3 separate regions of the Mus musculus genome follow, and all the other regions are linked to region 1. The links are chromatin contacts, called in public Micro-C and promoter capture Hi-C maps. All regions are on one chromosome and are shown on one strand. The core of a region is the stretch at or near the end of the contact, and the rest is flanking DNA. Distances in the headings are between cores, read along the strand shown.

Evidence for each region. Promoter capture Hi-C pulls out the DNA fragments that hold promoters and counts their contacts. A called contact is a pair of places that touch in the nucleus more often than the background predicts.
Region 2: a contact with region 1 is called in a Micro-C map of embryonic stem cells, with 10 times the contacts expected there. The contact joins the promoter of Sp4 here to the promoter of Tedc1 in region 1.
Region 3: a promoter capture Hi-C map of cranial neural crest shows a contact between it and region 1. The contact joins the promoter of Papola here to the promoter of Tedc1 in region 1. A contact is called at or near these places in 1 of 39 promoter capture datasets (cranial neural crest) and 1 of 484 Hi-C or Micro-C datasets (muscle stem cells).

What each region holds. Positions count from the first base shown.
Region 1 is chr12:113,155,060-113,159,041 of GRCm38.p6, reverse strand. Tedc1 (tubulin epsilon and delta complex 1) reads right to left here and starts at 2,621. Exons shown (of 8, transcript NM_134041.3): 1 at 2,471-2,621; 2 at 2,289-2,367; 3 at 1,679-1,881; 4 at 1,315-1,464; 5 at 875-973. The coding sequence starts at 2,605.
Region 2 is chr12:118,299,761-118,303,686 of GRCm38.p6, reverse strand. It overlaps Sp4 (trans-acting transcription factor 4), which reads left to right and starts at 2,247. Exons shown (of 6, transcript NM_009239.4): 1 at 2,247-2,460; 2 at 2,879-2,988; 3 at 3,495-3,926. The coding sequence starts at 2,454.
Region 3 is chr12:105,783,447-105,786,959 of GRCm38.p6, reverse strand. Papola (poly (A) polymerase alpha) reads right to left here and starts at 2,263. Exons shown (of 22, transcript NM_011112.4): 1 at 2,046-2,263. The coding sequence starts at 2,053.

The DNA.
Region 1 (3,982 bases), core at 1,372-3,871:
CATAGCCTACTGTTCTGCAGGGCTCTGCTCGCTCTCTCACTCTCCCTCTTTATAAAGATTTGTTTATTCTTTTTTGTTTGTTTGTTTTTTGTTTTGTTTTGTTTTGTTTTGTTTTTCGAGACAGGGTTTCTCTGTATAGCCTGGCTGTCCTGGAACTCACTCCGTAGACCAGGCTGGCCTCGAACTCAGAAATCCGCCTGCCTCTACCTCCTGAGTGCTGGGATTAAAGGCATGCGCCACCACTCCTGGCAGATTTGTTTATTCTTATTTATCTGAGTACACTGTAGCTGTCTTCTGACATACCAGAAGAGGGCATTGGATCCATTGCATATGGTTGTGAGCCACCATGTGGTTGCTGGGAATTGAACTCAGGACCTCTGAAAGAGCAGCCAGCACTCTTTAACAGCTGAGCCATCTCTCCAGCCCGGCTCTCTTAAGATTCAAGTCTATCAGGAAGCTCAGGAGCCCACTGCCTAGAAAAGCCATGCTTGGAAAGAAGTAAATGGCTCCTGGGCAACGAAGGAGGATTAAGGCCTACAAACATCCAGGCCAGTACCCTGGCCTTCCTGTTAACCTCCCCACGCTGATTCCTGTGAGTCTAGCCCCAGGCTCTGAAGGACAGCCGGCCTGCTCACACTCAGGCTTTCCTACCTCCAGATACGTCAGGTAGAACTAGAGGTTCATCTCAGACCTGACAGCAGTGTTTTCCCATTCCAGTGGTCCCCTTCCGGAACCCCAACTGTGACACTAGCCACCCACAGTAACAAACGACAGTGATTGGCTGTCAAAGCCTAACACCAGCCGGGTATTTCCCCAACAGACCAAACACCCTGCCATGAGGCAGCGCCCACTGCAGCACCCTGCCAATCCTCACCTGCTGACCGCTCTCTGGATCTCTAAGCATCTCTGTTTCGGCAACAGAAAGATGGCCAAGGCTCTGTTGGCTGTGGCATCCCTGCGTGTACAGGTGGATCTGTAATAGGTAAAATAGCCAGGCTGGGGAGTAGCTCCCAGCAAGATCTTTCAGCCGAATATGGGCACCTTTAGAGACCACTTATAACCAGAAAGGACAGAGCTGGGCTCAGGATACCCCAGTAATACTGGGGGCAGAGGCTGCAGAAGGGCACCAGACAACTTCACCGAGGGCTTCCACACCTTGCTCACCAGGACACAGGTAAAGCACGGTCCGTCCCTGCTTGTAAAGGTCAGAGTTGGGATAAGCCCAGCAGTCCAGTGGTCCAATAGTGGTGACAGAGATGGACCCCAGGGAAAGGCAGCCTGGGCACAGGGTGAAGAGCCATGTGCCTGTATTACCTTGCTGAGGAGGATACACTGCTCCTGCTGACTAGAGATCAGGCATCGCCACCTAAACCGCAGCCTTCCCATCAGCCATTCCACTAGTCGGAGATCCACGGGGCTCTTTGGTTCCACAAAGGGTGCAGGAGGACCAGGACTGGTTGGGGCCTCACAGTAGAGAGGGAACAAGAGTCAGCCCTGCTATACATCCCATATCTCGAGGAAGGACCAGGACAGGGAAGCTGTACTACTGACGTACATCCTCAGCTTCAAAGCTGGATGAGAACCACACCAAGGGCAAATACCACATGAGCTGGAAGCCCGGAGAAATCCACGGGTTCTGGGCAAAGCAGGGCTCTGACACCCTCAATTACATACTCACCTCCCACTGGGGCAACTGGTCACCCAGCTGCACACGGGTCTGGGCAAGCAGCTGCTCAAGCAAGGGTCCTCGGGCGAGGAGCCAAGACAGGGCCAACAGCAGTTCCCGGCTTCCCTGAGAACTGCCGTCTGGAAATTGTAGCAGCACAGACCTGGGGTAGCCTTGGGAGCCCAGTGCTGATTTCACCACACAGGCTTGGGCCTCTGGAGTGGGAAATGATCAGATCAGGGGGTGCTAACCTGGAGATTTCACCTGGATCCCTCTGGGGACCTGAGAGCACCCCCTAAGCTTAGAACCTGCTAAGCGTGGACTAAGGAGGCGAGATCTGAGAGTCTATGAGGAGGCAAAGTGATAACCAACGGGCAGGATTTCTGTGAGTGGTTGGCCAGTCTCAGCGTTTCACTGGAGTGATAAAGCCACTACTACCCAGGTAAGCGTGGTAAAGGCTAGTGGGAACTTATACTAATGGAAGTGGGCGCAACAGCGAGAGGAGCAGGTGCCTGCAGGAAGGGAGGAAACAACAGAGGAGCTTTGATGGGGCGGGACTTGGTGGGTTAAGACAAAACTACAATAGCCTTGGGGAGCGGCTTTCTGAGAGGGCGGGGCTTACCTGGGGCAAGGTCGGTCCAGGTATTGTTTGCAGCAAGCGGTGAGAGCACGCGCAAGAGAAGCTGCCAGAGCACTGGAGCCTGAAGCAAACGAGGAGTTTGTAGTCAGCGGGTATCAGGTGTCACCTACATCAGCCCAGGCAACGCCTGCCCCGACCCCGACCGCCTACTCGAATAGCCTCACCGCCTCAGGTCGATCGAACTTGGCGCGGCGGAAGATTTCTGGGCTGGGCCCAGCAGGCAGGCACCGACTCAGCGCGGCGACAGCCTCAGGCAGGGCCCGGGCAGCCCCTTCCACCCGGCTCCGCCGCCGCCGCATACAGCCAGCACTAGACAGCCTCGGATTGCCCGCTCGGGACCCCGACCAATCACAGTTCCGGATGAGGCCCGCCTTCTCCCCTCAGGCCCAATGAACGATGACTCTGGCGTTTGAGTGCCTACCAGTCTATCCCGTAGGCAGGCACTTCCGGGGTCGGGGGCGGGGATTGGAGGTGCCAACTCCGTTGGAACTCACCAATCAGCACCTCGACTTATCAACCGCCTTAGCAACCCCGGGCTAGGGAAGCGCGAGGCTGGAGGGCGCGCATGCGCCCGAGGTGTTCCCTGGAGGAGCGGAGGAAGGAGCAATGTGGCTCCACCCAGCCACGAAGGGAGTGTCTCTGCGAAGCCGCCCTGGAAGGAACCCGCCGCCAGGGGTCGCCAGGCCTCCGCGAGAAGCAGCTGAGCCCTGCGAAGTGGGTGGGGAGTTCCGGGGGCCACGTCGCCAGAAGTCTCTTCGGAAAGCCATCCTCCCTCTCATGTACAGCCAGCCCCAGACTTCCTTGTCCCCATATTCATTCTTCCTCCAGCCACTAGAAGAGCAGTTTTTAAGGAAAATTCTCCACTTCATAAAAGGGTGCGGCCCTCTCTTTTAAGGTTGAACTTAGTTTTGCACTCAGCCCTTCAGGAGCAATCTTGGTAAGCTTTGAGAATCCCGCAAGGATTCACAGTAGCTACATGACAATGGCAGAATGAACCCAGAGTGCAACCTGATGCACGGGGAAAGACATGCAGTCGGCAACTATCCTCCGCAACCGGCATGAGCCTACTACGTGGCTACAACCTAGGTGAAGCCAGAGCAGCCTCTGTGGGAAGCCGGATGCGAAAGATCACATTATGTGCGCCAGTGCGTGTGGAGGAGGGCCGGACAAAGGCCGGACGCTGCCAACGGTGATCCAGAGACAAGCCTGTAGGCGACGAGTGGCAGGAAGAATTGCTGGGGCGAGACCTGAACGCTCGAGCGGACACAAACTAAGCTTTGTGCCCTCGATGTCGCCACCAAAAATAGTTGGAGCAGCGGACAGACAGTACTGCGTGTACTCTGCATCTCAAAGCTAGGAAAGAAGAGGCAGGTGGAGAGGGAGAGGGTGCGGTGCGGAAAAGGAAAGTGAGGTGAGAGGGAGGGGCAGAGCTGTCCCTTGGCACCTGCCAGTTTAACGGCGGTCTACAGGATGGCCACGCCCTCCGGAAGTGCGGAGACTGCGGGCTCACCTTTACCTTGACCCTCCCTGTGTTTTGCTGCAGACCTTCCTCTGCTCATCTGGATACCTTCAGCTATTCTGCCTCAGGGTCTCCTCCTTCCTGGCCCCTTGCCACACAGCAAATGGCCTCGCCCAGCTAGTTTCTACCTGCTCTTCCTGCCCTCGCTTCAGAGCCA
Region 2 (3,926 bases), core at 998-3,497, 5.1 Mb before region 1:
CGTTTTAGAAGGAGCCTGATATAAAGACATGGACTGTCAGGTTCTGGAGAGGGTCTTGTGGTCATTGTACTTCACATGGGGGGGCAGCAAAATAAAGGATAGAAGTTCTAAGATTGCTAAGTTTTATTCATGAGTGACCTCATCTAACCACAATGCACCAAAGACTCTTGACTCCAAAAATCAAGGGACAGAGTCCCAGTATCAGAGTTTAGGTCTTGGGGATGCAAACATTCAGCTAGAAACTTGCAGCTCTTGGTCCTCAGAAAAGTTAGGGTTGTCCCTGTTTCCTGGATACCAGTACTTACCAACAGGGAGCAGAACCTTTAGGACATTTTGTAAATCTAAATACGCTGCGATTACTTCTCTAAGGCAAGTTGTCTAAAGAGAACCACAAGGAACTCTCCAATTCATGCCTGGTCTTCAGTCACTATGGCGAACTGGATCGGGGCGGTGCTTGAGGTGAGACTGTGTATCTATAATATAGCAAGCACTTCTGAGCTTTCTAAGATCTAGTGAATTGGGATGTGTATGGGAGGAGATTACTATAGTATCTTCAGCTCATAAAATGGAGTAGGCAACATTGTAATTTACTCCAGCTTCTTTACTTTACTGCTACAGCTTTGTCATCACCCTAAATACTTGAGCAAGGAAACACTAGTAAAGTACAGAACCAGACTCCTCACTCACTCTTACAATATGTCAGACCTCAGGCACCAGACAAAAACACCCAAAGCTGAATGTGGGGTCCACGTCAATAAATGTGGAACGCTTTAAGCCTAGTGTGTAATGGTGTCCTGTCCCAAGGTTCTTTTTAGGGACTTATTTCCAGCTTTGGTACACTTCATCAGTCGCTCATATGGTCGGTCCCTGGTATCTTGATTTCATGTCTTTGGAGAGAAGCTAGGGGCCGGTTCAGGAGCATTTGACAAAGTGCTTTGCGCAGCTAGCTGTGAATTCCACTTGCCTAGAAGCTTACGCTAAAACCATGACCAGAGCTGACCCACATGCAGCCAGGCTTTCCTTTGCCCGGACAACCTTGTGAGACCTCTAGGAGCGAGAAGCGCGCCAAGAACGCAGACTCTAAGGCGCACTCGTGGCCACCCTAGAAGACAAGTCACTAATCTGCACCAGCAGCCAGCCAGAGATACGACAAATAAAATGGAAGCTCCTGCTCGGTGGGAACACAGGCCTCGCGCTGAGACCGGAGGCCCCGGCAAGCTAGGTGAGCAAAGAAAGCAGGGCGAAGGGGATGTACCCCAAGTCAGCTTCATTCAAACCCCGAGGACACCAGACCCCGCCTCCCAACACCTCGGTCCGCTCAATCGCCGCGCGCTCCGGGTGTGAGCTCGCCCCGCGGGGAGCGGCTTTCAGCTGAGGGGGCGGTGGCAGAGGCGGTTCGGGCAGCCCCACTCGGCCGATAGGCCCAGGCAAACAACACCCATTTCTCCCTCCCCCCCGCGCGGGGTTCAACTCCCACTCGGCCCCGGCCACGCCCTGCTGCCACCGCCCCCTCGGGCAGCTCTAGGCTCCGCAGCCAGGCCGCGTTCGGGGGCGGGAGGAAGGCGGTGCCTCAATCGGAATAGCCGTCAAAAACTACGAGGCCCGAAAGCCTTTGCGGGAGAGGCCCGCCCGCCTCCTCCCACGACTCACTGTGCGTCAGCGGCCTCATCCAATGAGAGCCGAGCCAGGGAAAAAGGGCGCCCGGGTCCGGATGCGCCTTAGGAAAAGCCATGCTCACGCCGAGGGGGCAGCTGGCAGTCCACTCAGACCACGGGATCGCAGGGAGCTCACGCTTCCCCGCGCTCGCCCCGCTCCTCTCCCTTAAGCCTAGCTCCATGTCTTCCTTCCGCGGCCCCTCGCAGGATGCTGCGGCGCGCTTTTGAGTGGAGGGCGCCGGGAACTGAGTAGGGGGCGGGATATCCTGAGACAACAAGTTTGGCTGTATGGAGGGCCTGCCGGCAGCAAACCGCAGCTAGCTCACCGAGAGGGCACGCTCCGCGGGCCGGGAAGGCAGAAGCCGAACAGCAGCGAGCACCAGCCGGGCAAAGGGGAGGAGAAAGGGCGGCCCCAGCGCCCCGGCCCCGGCAGGTCGGCGGCCAATCCGCTGGGGGAAGGGGTGGAGAGTCGGCGGCGCCGGCGGAGGCAGGCCGAGGGGGGTGGGGAGTCGCCGCGCTCGCGCCGCCCTGGCTCCGCCCCCCGGCCCGCGCCGCCGCCCTCGCCGCGCGCCGCCGCTGTCAATCAAGGGCGAGTCAGCCGGGCTCGGGCGGAGAGAGGAGCTGCTACGCCACAGCCCAGCGGCGGCCATTCGCGGAAAAAGAGGCAGAGCCTGTGCCAGCTACAGCCTCCTCCGAGCCACCGCGGGCGGGCGGGACCGGCCTCTCCTCCCGCCTCGCCCCCACCCCCACCCACCTCTATCCCAGTGTCTCTGAGAGGGTTTGTCCTGTTAATGCGGGATGAGCGGTACGTATTCTCCACCCCCCTCGGTCTCCTTCACCGCCTCCCTTCGTCCCTCCCTCCCCAGACCCTGCTCGCTTCCCCCTCCCCCGGGGCCGCCGAGATGCTGGAAGGGGAGGAGGAGAGGGCGGGAGGGAACCAGGGGGAGGGAAGGAGGGCTGTGTTTTGTCTTAATGTCTGAGCTAGAACAACCTCCTTCTGGGTGTTGCTCTGGAGCCTATGGGTCGGGTTTCAAACCACGTTTCGTGAGAGCCCCCTCCTCCCTACCCTCCTTCTCCCCCACCCCCTGCCGGTGTGCACGGATCGCGGGTTTACGGAGATTAATGTTCAAGAGGAGGGAGGGGGAAGAAGGGAGGAGAACGAATAATAATAATCCTAATAACCTGTTGTCGTGTGTGTTGGTGGTGGTGGGGGGTTGTTGCAGATCAGAAGAAGGAGGAGGAGGAGGAGGCGGCAGCGGCGATGGCTACAGAAGGAGGGAAAACCTCTGAGCCAGAGAATAACAATAAAAAACCCAAAACCTCAGGCTCCCAGGTAAAAGCAAACGTTAAAAGAAAATTCAACACAAAGCTTTAGGGAAGAGAGGGAGTTATGCTCTTTAAGTACCCAGAAGTAAAGAACAGAATAAAAATGTTTATCCATTCAAAGCATCTTTCTGAGTGAGGAACTTAAATCGTAAATTCTTGAAGATTTCCCATCGTTGAGGCTATAACGATGTTTATATTACACCAGGAATTCAGACTGTTAGAAGAAGGTGTCTATTTTCCCAAGGGCATTTTGAGTTTAGAAGAATAACACTTTAAGAAAGTTTACCAGAAAATTCCTTTTTATTTAAACTTTATGTAATAGGACTTGCCTTTTTATTCATATAGCTTCTATCACCTGCTTTTGTTCATATTTCCTTTTTAATTCTGCTGCCTATTGAGTGTGTTCTGATACTTAGAGCTCTCAAAATAAATAACCCCCTCCCGACTGCTGTCTTCCACTAAATCCGCCCACTTTTTTCCCCTCCCTCTCCTTTCCCCTCCCATTTTGGGTAGGACTCTCAGCCCTCTCCTCTGGCTTTACTGGCAGCTACTTGCAGCAAAATAGGGACTCCTGGTGAAAATCAAGCAACTGGACAACAGCAGATTATTATAGATCCAAGCCAAGGATTGGTGCAACTTCAGAATCAGCCACAGCAGCTAGAACTGGTGACGACGCAGCTTGCTGGAAACGCTTGGCAACTTGTTGCCTCCACTCCTCCTGCTTCAAAAGAAAATAACGTTTCTCAGCCAGCTTCTAGTTCATCTAGTTCTTCCAGCAGTAATAACGGGAGTTCCTCTCCTACAAAAACTAAATCAGGTAATCCTTCCACCCCTAATCAATTTCAAGTCATACAAGTACAAAACCCAAGCGGTAGTGTACAGTACCAAGTGATCCCCCAACTTCAGACGGTGGAAGGCCAGCAAATTCAAATCAACCCAACTAGT
Region 3 (3,513 bases), core at 1,014-3,513, 7.4 Mb after region 1:
ATGTCTATAATGATATATACTTTGTGTTAATGCAGTGGTTCTTAAACCACGAACAAAGTCCCTCAGAGTACATCTGGAAAAGTCTGGGGACATCTGTGCGTTTGCCACTGTGAGAAGTTCCTGGGGTAAAGCCGTTGGCAACCACTAAGCAGGTCAGAGGTACTGTTACACACCCAACAAGACGTGGGAAGGGCCCTCCAGAAATTACCAGGGTTACAGCACTGAGGTGAGAAACTCTGTTAATGGAGAATGCAGAAATTTCAAGTATTTTAAAAAGCTTTAGCTTCCTCCATAACTTTTCTAAGTTTCACCACTATGGCAATCAAAAGGTACCAGCATTTTCCAAATTATGTATGTAATTATACACAAACCATATACCTTTGAGAATGTTTTGTAACGACTCAGTCCATTCTGACCATTCACCTGAACTGTCTATGCTTCAATCCCAACTTACATTGTCTAAATTTAACAGGCACACCAAAACCCACACTGGATACCAAACACAAACTATCCAGGAAATCTCAATTCAAAAGATCAAAAGTAAAAATCATGGCAAGTGATGCTGGCACACAGAAGAACAAGGCGTCCCATGGAGAGGTGAGCTCAGGGACAGAGCCCTCAAGAAACAAAGTAATGAGGAGGAAGGCAGGCCTGTCCTCCTCAGCCAGGCAGTCTTGGGTTTCCCTGGATTAAAAGTCCCAGTACACTCTGGATGGAGATAGAACAGCTTGTAAGAAACTGGCTATAGAGTTCAAATCCCATGAAACACACAAAAAAAAGGGGTCATGTGCATGTCCATCTGTCTTGGCTCCATTTTTTTAAACCTAAAGGAAATAGACTGAAGAACTTCAAGCATAGACCTGGACATGTGCGGTGCTCATGCAGCCTCCTTGTACCGTTCCACTTTCAGAAGTGCACTGAAATAAAAACTGCAGGAAACCTGTACTCTCCCTCCTACCTTCACTCCCAGACACAAGATAACATTTCTAATCCGAAGCCTTCCCTTTAGAGTGTGCAACCATATCTTTTTTTAAGCACTGATGTATCAGAAAAAAGTCTGGATGAGCTAATACAAGGTCATCATGTGACAACACCTCACTCACTCACATCTACTTGAACCCCACTGAAAAACACCAAACATCTTTATAGATTCTATTCTCGTGCTCCTTTACCCTTGTTCCATGAATAAGGAGTCAAAGGGAACTTTGTGGTTAATTAAGCCCAACAAATGTTATCACTACAGAAATACAGCTGACAGGTCTCTGGACTAAACATCAGGGTCGAGTAAAGCTAGCAAGCTAGTGTGTGAGAAAGAAAAGCGCATGAAATCCATTTTTAAATTAGTAAGTACAACCCTAGATCTGTCACATTGAGGCTACGTCCAAAACTGCCTCTCTTGTTTGGAAGAAAAGCAGTCGCACGACCTAAAGCCTTTTCGCCAAGATAGGTTAGTTGGAACATAAAACCCTCATCTACTTTCGAATCCCAACAACCGGTTTCCAAATATCTTTCTTAGGAGAAAAGGGGGGAGGGGGGAAATTAAGTAAAGAAAAATCACGGTCAAGTGTGTAAAGTAGACCTAGCGACATTAGAAGGCCTAAGTGAATTAGCTCAAAGCGTACACTCGCAATCACAACACAAGTGACCCAAGGGCGGGAGCGATCAGGTAGCGCGCCGAAGCCAGGTTGCCTAGTCACAACAAAGCAGGGACGGCGCCGCCCCGCAGCCCGCCGTTCCGGAAGCTGCCCCCGGGCCGCCAGCGCGGCCTGCTCCCTCCCGGCCCCGGTTCCTCACCCGCTCCGAGGGAAGCGGAAGTGGGGAACTAGGGGGCTGGACGGCGCCATGGTGAAACCGGGACAGGAAGGAACCCGGGAGCCGCGGCCCGCCAGTCCGCGCCGGGCGCCGTTCCGCTTGGGGATCCTGCGGGGGCCCCGCGCCCGAGGGGCCGGAAGCCGCGGCCCGGGGCGCCCGTGCGCCTCCCCTCCCCCTCCGCCACCCCCGGGGCCCGGCCGGCGTGCGCCTCACTCAGCACGCCAATCACTTACAACGGCATCGTCTCCGGCGCCGGCACCGCCCAGTCACTTCCCCCCCGCGACCGCTGCCGTCCTGGGCATGATCCACCGAGGCGGGAAGGACGGCAGCCTACCTCAGCCCCGGGGCCAACCCAGTCCTGCACCCGTGCCCCGCCGCTTTAAGCGCTTCTCCTCCTTCCCCTTCGTCCTAACATGGCGCCCGAGCGCTACCACAGCAACGTTCTAGAACCGCTGACGCCGCCACGCACACCGAGCGCGCGCCTGCGCGCGCGCTGCGCGACGCCGCAAGACCTGACGGGAAATGTAGTTCTCGGCGTGAAGCGGCGCTTCTCCCCCTCCCCCCCCCCCCCCCCCCCCCCGGTGATCTCACGCTTTCGTGGTAGAGCGTGGGATGGGTGCGGGAGGCTCCGAGCGAGAGGCTGTAGTTCATTCGCTTGGCGACGCCGTCCTGGCGAATGAGAGTGACGCAGCCGTGGCAGCGATGAGAAGGGGGCGCGGCCCAAGCGGGCGCCACGTGCGGGGCAGCCCAAGCGCGGGGGATGCCTGGAACCGAGAGCTGTTCGGTGCCAGTTGCACCTCCGCTGCGTGGGAGAACTGCTTTTTAAACATCGATGTGAGTGAGGACTTAAATGTGTTAGAGCCCAGTACAGAGCCTGTCCCAGAAGTGTGGCCGTGGATCCCCTCCCCTGACGATGACCCTCTGCATCTGTGTTGCCCAGACCTGTGCTTCTCATGCCAAATGTGCAGGGCAGGGGATTCCGGACCAAGGCAATAATTTAATAAAATTGACAGTAACCTTTGGGGTTTTGGCGGGTTTTTTGTTGTTGTTGTTGTTGTTGTTCTTGTTTGTTTTATAAGACAGGCTCCCATGAAGCTACTAGCCCTTAGTTTCTGATCCTCCTGCCTCCACCTCCTGAGTGTTGACATTACAGGTGTGAAACACCACTACCAATTTTATGTGATAGATTGGAATATACTTCTGGGTGTGACTATGACCTTGTCTCTGTGCTGAAGAGTTAATGCAGTTGGGCAGGTGAAGTTCGGGTTACTGGACCATACTCAGAAAAAGGAGCCATTCCTAGTATGCTGGGTTCATCTTAAGATAATGTATTTTTCCTTCCTAAAATTTCCAGCCCCTGGCACACTTCTTACGGGGTTTGGCTGGGTACACTCACCATTCTGTTCTGAGTAATCATTAGAAAGGCCCAACTATTCCTTTTCCTTCTCATAGCTTCTTGAAAGAAGCTTTTGGCCGGGCGTGGTGGCGCACGCCTTTAATCCCAGCACTCGGGAGGCAGAGGCAGGCGGATTTCTGAGTTCGAGGCCAGCCTGGTCTACAAAGTGAGTGCCAGGACAGCCAGGGCTACACAGAGAAACCCTGTCTCGAAAAACCAAAAAAAAAAAAAAAAAAAAAAAGAAAGAAGCTTTTGGAGGTCCCCTGCACTTAGGGCTTCCTTTCACTCCTAAAGCTCCCTCCCCA